2 separate regions of the Sus scrofa genome follow, and region 1 is linked to region 2. Evidence: chromatin contacts called from public Hi-C data. All regions are on one chromosome and are shown on one strand. The core of a region is the stretch at or near the end of the contact, and the rest is flanking DNA. Distances in the headings are between cores, read along the strand shown. Region 1 holds the start of DDX28 (probable ATP-dependent RNA helicase DDX28). Region 2 holds the start of PSKH1 (serine/threonine-protein kinase H1).

Region 1 (3,099 bases), core at 218-2,717, 110 kb before region 2:
CTCTTTGCCATCCGGCACATTCCCCAAACACATGAGGACAACTCTCCCTAAAGTTCTCTTCTCCAGCATCACCCTCTTGAATCACTCCTTCCTGTGTTTATGACTTGCAGGGCCTTCCTGAGGTTTCCTGATCCCAAAGCCATGATAAGCAACAGCATAAATATGCCTGCTACAGAATGAGCAGGACCACACAAGAGTCTGGCAAATGTCACTACCTGAAATGAAAGCACATGTGGTAACCTCAGCCTCTCTTCAGTCCTCATCCTCTACCCAAAGTTTCTCAACAGCACGCTATTGACATTTTGAGCCAGATAATTCTTTTTTTGGAAGGAGCTGTCCTGATCATTATTTAGCAGCATCCTGGACTCTATCCAAAGGAAGAGCCTATAGCACCTCCCCAGATGTGACAAAAATGTCTCCAGCCATTATCAAATGTCTTAGGGGAAAGGTGGGGGCAAAATTACCCTCAGTCAAGAGCCACTGCTCTATCCAATGATCTTGTTCACCCAAAACTTCTCCTCTGCTGGTTTAACAGGTAACTCTCCAGAAAATTTAATTGTGCGTCAAAACGCTATCTGAAATTTAATAGTATTTATAATGGTATTTGATGATACTACAACTCATTCTCCAGAAGTTAGGAACCACCCAGATGCTTTATCTACATTTACCTTATCTTTTTACCCCAGGCACTGAAGACTACAGAAATGATCAGACACCCATTTTCTGGATCTGTTCAAGTACCAACAGTGTAGGGCTTTTTTGCAACCTGAACAACTAAATTTAAGTAAAATATTTTGTCTGACCATGGCTTTGTGAGACAAACCACATACTGGTAGCAGTACATGGTTCACTACTAGTCAAGTAATTTAGGTAAGGTGAGTGGGAAGCCAGTGGAGGTGAGCGAGCTAACTGAAGAAGTAGTGGGTTCTTGATGAGAAGTTGGAAAGGGTGACAAAGGAGTGGAGAGTGAACCACCGCTGAAGAGGAAGGGGAAAAGTATGAAGAAATGAGTTCTCTTGAAATAAAGACTGAAGAGAGGATACTCTGAAGGCCATCAGATTGCTCTCTGGGCCCTCAGCTCTCCAAGGGCCTGGTGGAAAAGAGTTAATCTAGGTCCCCTGGCCTGATCATTCATTCAAACTCTCACTAACTACTTGTATTAAAAGACCTTACACGGAGACCACATCTGGGAAAACATCGCCGCACCCTAGGAGTTTACAGAAGGGAGACCATAACTGGACAAGATATCACAGGAGCTCTGAAGGCGACAGAGAAGAATCGCAGGGATCGGACATCATACCGCCAGAAGTCCTCCGCCCTCCTGGTTCGTAATGCCAGGACCTCATCGCCTCGTAACGCCGAACCCCAGTACTGCCTCAATCGTGCACCTCTCCCCACGGTTGGCCCGAGCCCGGACGTCACCACCCCCGGTTTGGGCCTACAGACCTTACAGCTGCTGAACTCTACAGATCTTTCCTCGCTCCTCACAGTTCGCCTATTCCGCACGCTTTACTGAGCCGCGTCAGCCACCGTCCTCAAAGCCTTGGCGCATCTGTGACGTCACTGCATTGCGCCTCTCCGGCAACACGGGGACCATGGCTCTAGCACGTCAGCTTCGGCTGTTATCGCTCGTGACTCGGTTGCATCTGGCGCCTCGACGGGATCTAACGGTCCGCGGTCCCGACGAGCCCCTGCCAGTGGTGCGCATTCCGCGGGCTCTACAACGGCGTCAGGAACAGCGGCAGAGGGGGCAGCAGGGCCCCCCGCGGCCGGTCTTGGTGAGACCTGGCCAGCTGCTGATCTCGGCGCGGCGGCCGGAGTTGAACCAGCCCGCGCGTCTCACGCTGGGCCGTTGGGAGCCCGCACCACTCGCTTCACGTGGCTGGAAGAATCGGCGCGCCCGCCAGGACCACTTCTCAATCGAGCGCAAGCAACAGGAGGCCCCAGCGTTGCGGAACCTCTCGTCCAAGGACAGCTTTGCCGATCTGGGTCTGGAGCCCCGCGTGCTGAGCGCACTGCAAGAGGCTGCTCCCGAAGTCGTTCGGCCCACAACCGTTCAGTCAAGTACCATTCCCCCTCTACTTGGTGGCCGCCACATCCTCTGCGCTGCGGAGACCGGCAGTGGCAAGACTCTTGGCTACATGCTACCTCTGCTTCAGCGGCTCTTGGGCCAGCCAAGCCTGGACTCCTGTCGTATCCCTGCTCCTCGAGGCCTGGTTCTTGTGCCTTCTCGAGAATTAGCTGAACAGGTACGGGCCGTGGCCCAGCCCTTGGGCAGCTCCTTGGGCCTCCAGGTGCGGGAGTTAGGGGGAGGCCATGGCATGAGTAGGATCAGACTGCAACTATCCAAACAGCCTCCAGCAGATGTACTAGTGGCCACTCCGGGGGCTCTGTGGAAGGGCCTGAAAAGTCAGCTGATCAGCCTGGAGCAGCTCTCCTTCTTGGTGTTGGATGAGGCAGACACACTATTGGATGAAAGCTTTCTGGAACTGGTGGACTACATCTTGGAGAAGAGCCACATAGCAGAAGGCCCAGCTGACTTAAAAGACCCCTTCAATCCCAAAGCTCAGTTAGTGCTGGTAGGGGCCACATTTCCTGAAGGTGTAAGCCAGCTGCTGAGTAAAGCTGCCTGCTTAGACTCTCTAACCACCATCACCAGTTCCAAGCTCCACTGCATCATGCCTCATGTCAAACAGACATTCATGAGGCTGAAGGGGGCAGAGAAGGTGACTGAGTTGGTGCAGATCCTCAAGCAGCATGACAGAGCATATAGGACTGGGTCCGCAGGAACTGTTCTGGTGTTCTGTAATAGCTCCAGTACTGTGAACTGGTTGGGATATATTCTGGATGACCACAAAATCCAACACTTAAGACTTCAGGGACAAATGCCAGCCTCAATGAGGGCAGGTATCTTCCAGTCCTTCCAGAGGGGCTCCCAAGACATACTTCTCTGCACAGACATCGCCTCTCGGGGCCTGGACAGCACCCAGGTGGAGCTAGTTATCAATTATGATTTCCCTCTTACCCTGCAAGACTACATCCACAGAGCAGGGAGGGTGGGCCGTGTGGGAAGCAAGGTGCCAGGCACTGTCATCAGCT
Region 2 (3,352 bases), core at 346-2,845:
GGACATTCGCATTTGCTGGGCCCATCTCAGGCCCTGGCCCCTGAAAGGTGCTCAAAATAATATAGCCGAATCTATATCCATTCTCAACCAGCAACCTATCCCAGTTGGTTCAGCTCCTACTTTATGCCAGACACACAGCCAGACACTCAGAGGCAGACAGAAGACTCAATCCCCAGACCAACCATCAGGTGACACAACACAATAAACTCCAACATGAATAGAAATTCAGAGGAGTCAGGGGTTCCATGAGAAGGGAGGCTTTTCCAAGGAAATGAAATCTAAGGCAGATTTTATAGCTTTTTTTTTTTGCTATTTCTTGGGCCGCTTCTGCGGCATATGGAGGTTCCCAGGCTAGGGGTCAAATCGGAGCTGTGGCCGCCAGCCTACGCCAGAGCCACAGCAACGCAGGATCCGAGCCGCGTCTGCAACCTACACCACAGCTCACGGCAACGCCGGATCGTTAATCCACTGAGCAAGGGCAGGGACCGAACCCGCAACCTCATGGTTTCTAGTCGGATTCGTTAACCACTGCGCTAAGGCAGATTTTAAAGGACAGATGTAAATTTTCCATAGTGGTGGGTGGAGGTGGGGATGAAGGAAAAGAAAAGTATTACCATGCCCGGGTGCGGCCCTAAAAAGACAAAAAAAAAAAAAAGTACTACAAAGTGAGAAAATTGCATATCTAAAGCAAGAGTGTATTAAAACAGAACTAAAGGCAGGTTCACATACCCCCCAAAACAATGTAAACAGGAAACAGAAGTGGCTAGGATTTCGGGATTATACCTCTATCAGATTATGAAGAGCCCTGAATGCCTTGCTATGAGCTTTGGCCTTTATCCTGTAGGTACCACGGGGCCAGTTTTAGGCAATGAAGGATTTATTCAGATTTTTCATGTGGGAATTCAACTTCATAGCCTCATGGAGGGAGAGTGAGCGTGGAGGAGTTGGACTTTGCCTGCTTTTATAAAAGCAGAGGGACAACTAATTTACAAGGCAGGCGAACCGGACGGACTCAGACCTACTCTTCCCCTCAAAATAAACAAGGAAGCGACCAGCCGTCCTCCGGGCCCCCTGGCGTTTGTTCGCAAAGGAGTGGGTGTGCAATAGATGCCGGACATGAGAAAGTAATGAGGACAACCGGGTCAATCCACTCTGACCTACGCCGGCTGGTTGAACAGAAGGCGAAACAGCAGACCATGACCACCTGGCTCTTGCGGCCTCAGAGACGGGCTACCCAACGCAGCAGCAAGTCTCAAGGCCAGTCCAGCCTCGAATACCGGGGCCCTCGAAGAGCGGTCTCCTGGCCTGCTCCCTAGTCCCGTAGGCCCCGGCGCCCCGGGCACGAGCCGAGGGCTCTCAGCTGGATAGGGACGGGCCCAGTGCTCCAAGAAGCGACCGTTGCAGCAGCTCGTCAGCCCCTCCCACCCATGGGGCCGTCGCCTGGGCCCAGCCGCCTCACCTCGCACGGGCGGCGGGCTCTTTGGCGTCTGAGCACCTGTGCTGACCCTCTCCGGGCTGCGGTTACGGCACCCGCCGCCGCCGCCGCCGCAGCCGCCGCCATCCTCAGGCGTCAGCGTCGTGGCGTCATCACAGCGCGCGCTTGACGCCAAAACAAACTCCGTACGCCCACTGGGCGGGGCTGGGAAGGACTCCGGAGGGCAGGGCTACGCGCTCGGAGCGTTGTCTGTCAGTCAACGCTTTCAGGGCGGGGCTGGGCTCTCTCCCGGGAATAACGGGTGAGTCTTTGTGTCGCTCCGAGAACCTTGAACTTAGGTTTGGCAGTCACAGTAGATAGTGGGGAGAATGTTTTAAGATCCTTGTTAGGGAGTTCTCCTTGTGGCTCGGCGGAAACTAATATAACCAGCATCCATGAGGACTCAGGTTCCACCCGTGGCTTCGCTCAGTGGGTTAAGGATCCGGGTGTTGGCATGAGCTGTGGCGTAGGTCGCAGAAGCGGCTGGGATCTGGCGTCGCTGTGGCTATGGTGTAGGCCTTCGGCTACAGCTCCCTTTAGACCCCTAGCCTAGGAATCTCCATATGCCGCGGGTTCTGCCCTAAAAAGGAAAAAAAAAAAAAGAAAGAAAGAAAGAAAGAAAAAGATTGTAGTTAGGAGAGAGGGTGCTTTATAGTGCGAGATTGGGGATATAGTGCAATTCAACAGAAGTTTCTGGAAGTTCCTCTGGAATTATGCAAAGGACAGTCTTAATTTTTTTGTTTGTTTGTTTGGTCTTTTGTCTTTTTAGGGTCGCAGCCGCGGCATATGGAGGTTCCCAGGCCAGGGGTCTAATTGGAGCTGTTGCCGCTGGCCTACGCCAGAGCCACAGCAACGGCCAGATCCAAGCCACATCTGCGATCTACACCACAGCTCACAGCAACGCAGGATCCTTACTTAACCCGCTGAACAAGGCCAGGGATCAAACCTACAACTTCATGGTTCCTAGTTGGATTCGTTTCCACTGTGCCGAGATGGGAACTCCAGGACAGGCTTAAATTTAATTAATAAATTATTTTTTAAACTACAGTTAAAATAATTCAATTGTAAATCAACTATAATTAAAAAATAAACTAAATAAAATAAAATAATTCAGGCACTCAGATATGTTGAATTTGACCTCCATCACAGAGGAGTTGCAAATGGTTAACTTAAAGATCGATGAAATCAGTTTTAGGCCAACTGTGTAGTAACATTTTTTTTTTTTATTGTTTTTCTTTTTAGCCAGGCCCAGGGCATTCCCTGGCCAGGGGTCAATCTGAGCCACAGCAGCGACCTGAGCTGCTGCAGTGACAACAGCAGATCCTTAGTCGGCTCTCCCACAGGAGAACTCCTTGCTTTATTGTTTTTGTTTTTGTTTTGTTTTTGTCTCTTTAGGGCCGCACTTGTGGCATGTGGAGGTTCCCAGGCTAGGGGTCCATTCAGAGCTGTAGCGGCCAGCTTCCACCAGAGCCACAGCAACACCAGATGTGAGCCACGTCTGCAACCCACACCACAGCTCACAGCATCACTGGATCCTTAACACACTGAGTGAGGCCAGAGATCAAACCCAAAACCTCGTGGTTCCTAGTCGGATTCATTTCCACTGCGCCACAACAGGAACTCCCTCCTTGTTTGTTTTAATTTTTGTTATTATTGTTACTGAATTTAAGTATATTCTGAAACTGCACAGCAAATACATTAGAAAAAAAATGTTACCACTGATGATTCTCCTATAGGATCGGAATTATCTCACTACTTTACAATCAACCCAGATTTCAGGGCGAGGGAAATAGGTATCTCAAGTGATAAGGGGATTTTTTTTTTTTTTTTTTTTGTTCTTTTTAGGGCTGTACCTGTGGCATATGGAAGTTCCTAGGC

What was found. Hi-C and Micro-C count contacts between places; a contact is called where the count stands out from the background.
Region 1: a contact with region 2 is called in a Hi-C map of skeletal muscle, with 4 times the contacts expected there. The contact joins the promoter of DDX28 here to the promoter of PSKH1 in region 2. A contact is called at or near these places in 11 of 47 Hi-C or Micro-C datasets (alveolar macrophages, brain, embryonic fibroblasts and 5 more) and 2 of 2 datasets of contacts at active chromatin or transcription factors (alveolar macrophages and skeletal muscle).

The regions. Positions count from the first base shown.
Region 1 is chr6:28,615,811-28,618,909 of Sscrofa11.1, reverse strand. DDX28 (probable ATP-dependent RNA helicase DDX28) reads left to right here and starts at 1,467. Exons shown (of 1, transcript XM_003355776.4): 1 at 1,467-3,099. The coding sequence starts at 1,596. It overlaps DUS2 (tRNA-dihydrouridine(20) synthase [NAD(P)+]-like), which reads right to left and starts at 1,560. Exons shown (of 17, transcript XM_005655778.3): 1 at 1,447-1,560.
Region 2 is chr6:28,507,028-28,510,379 of Sscrofa11.1, reverse strand. PSKH1 (serine/threonine-protein kinase H1) reads right to left here and starts at 1,595. Exons shown (of 3, transcript XM_021094111.1): 1 at 1,460-1,595.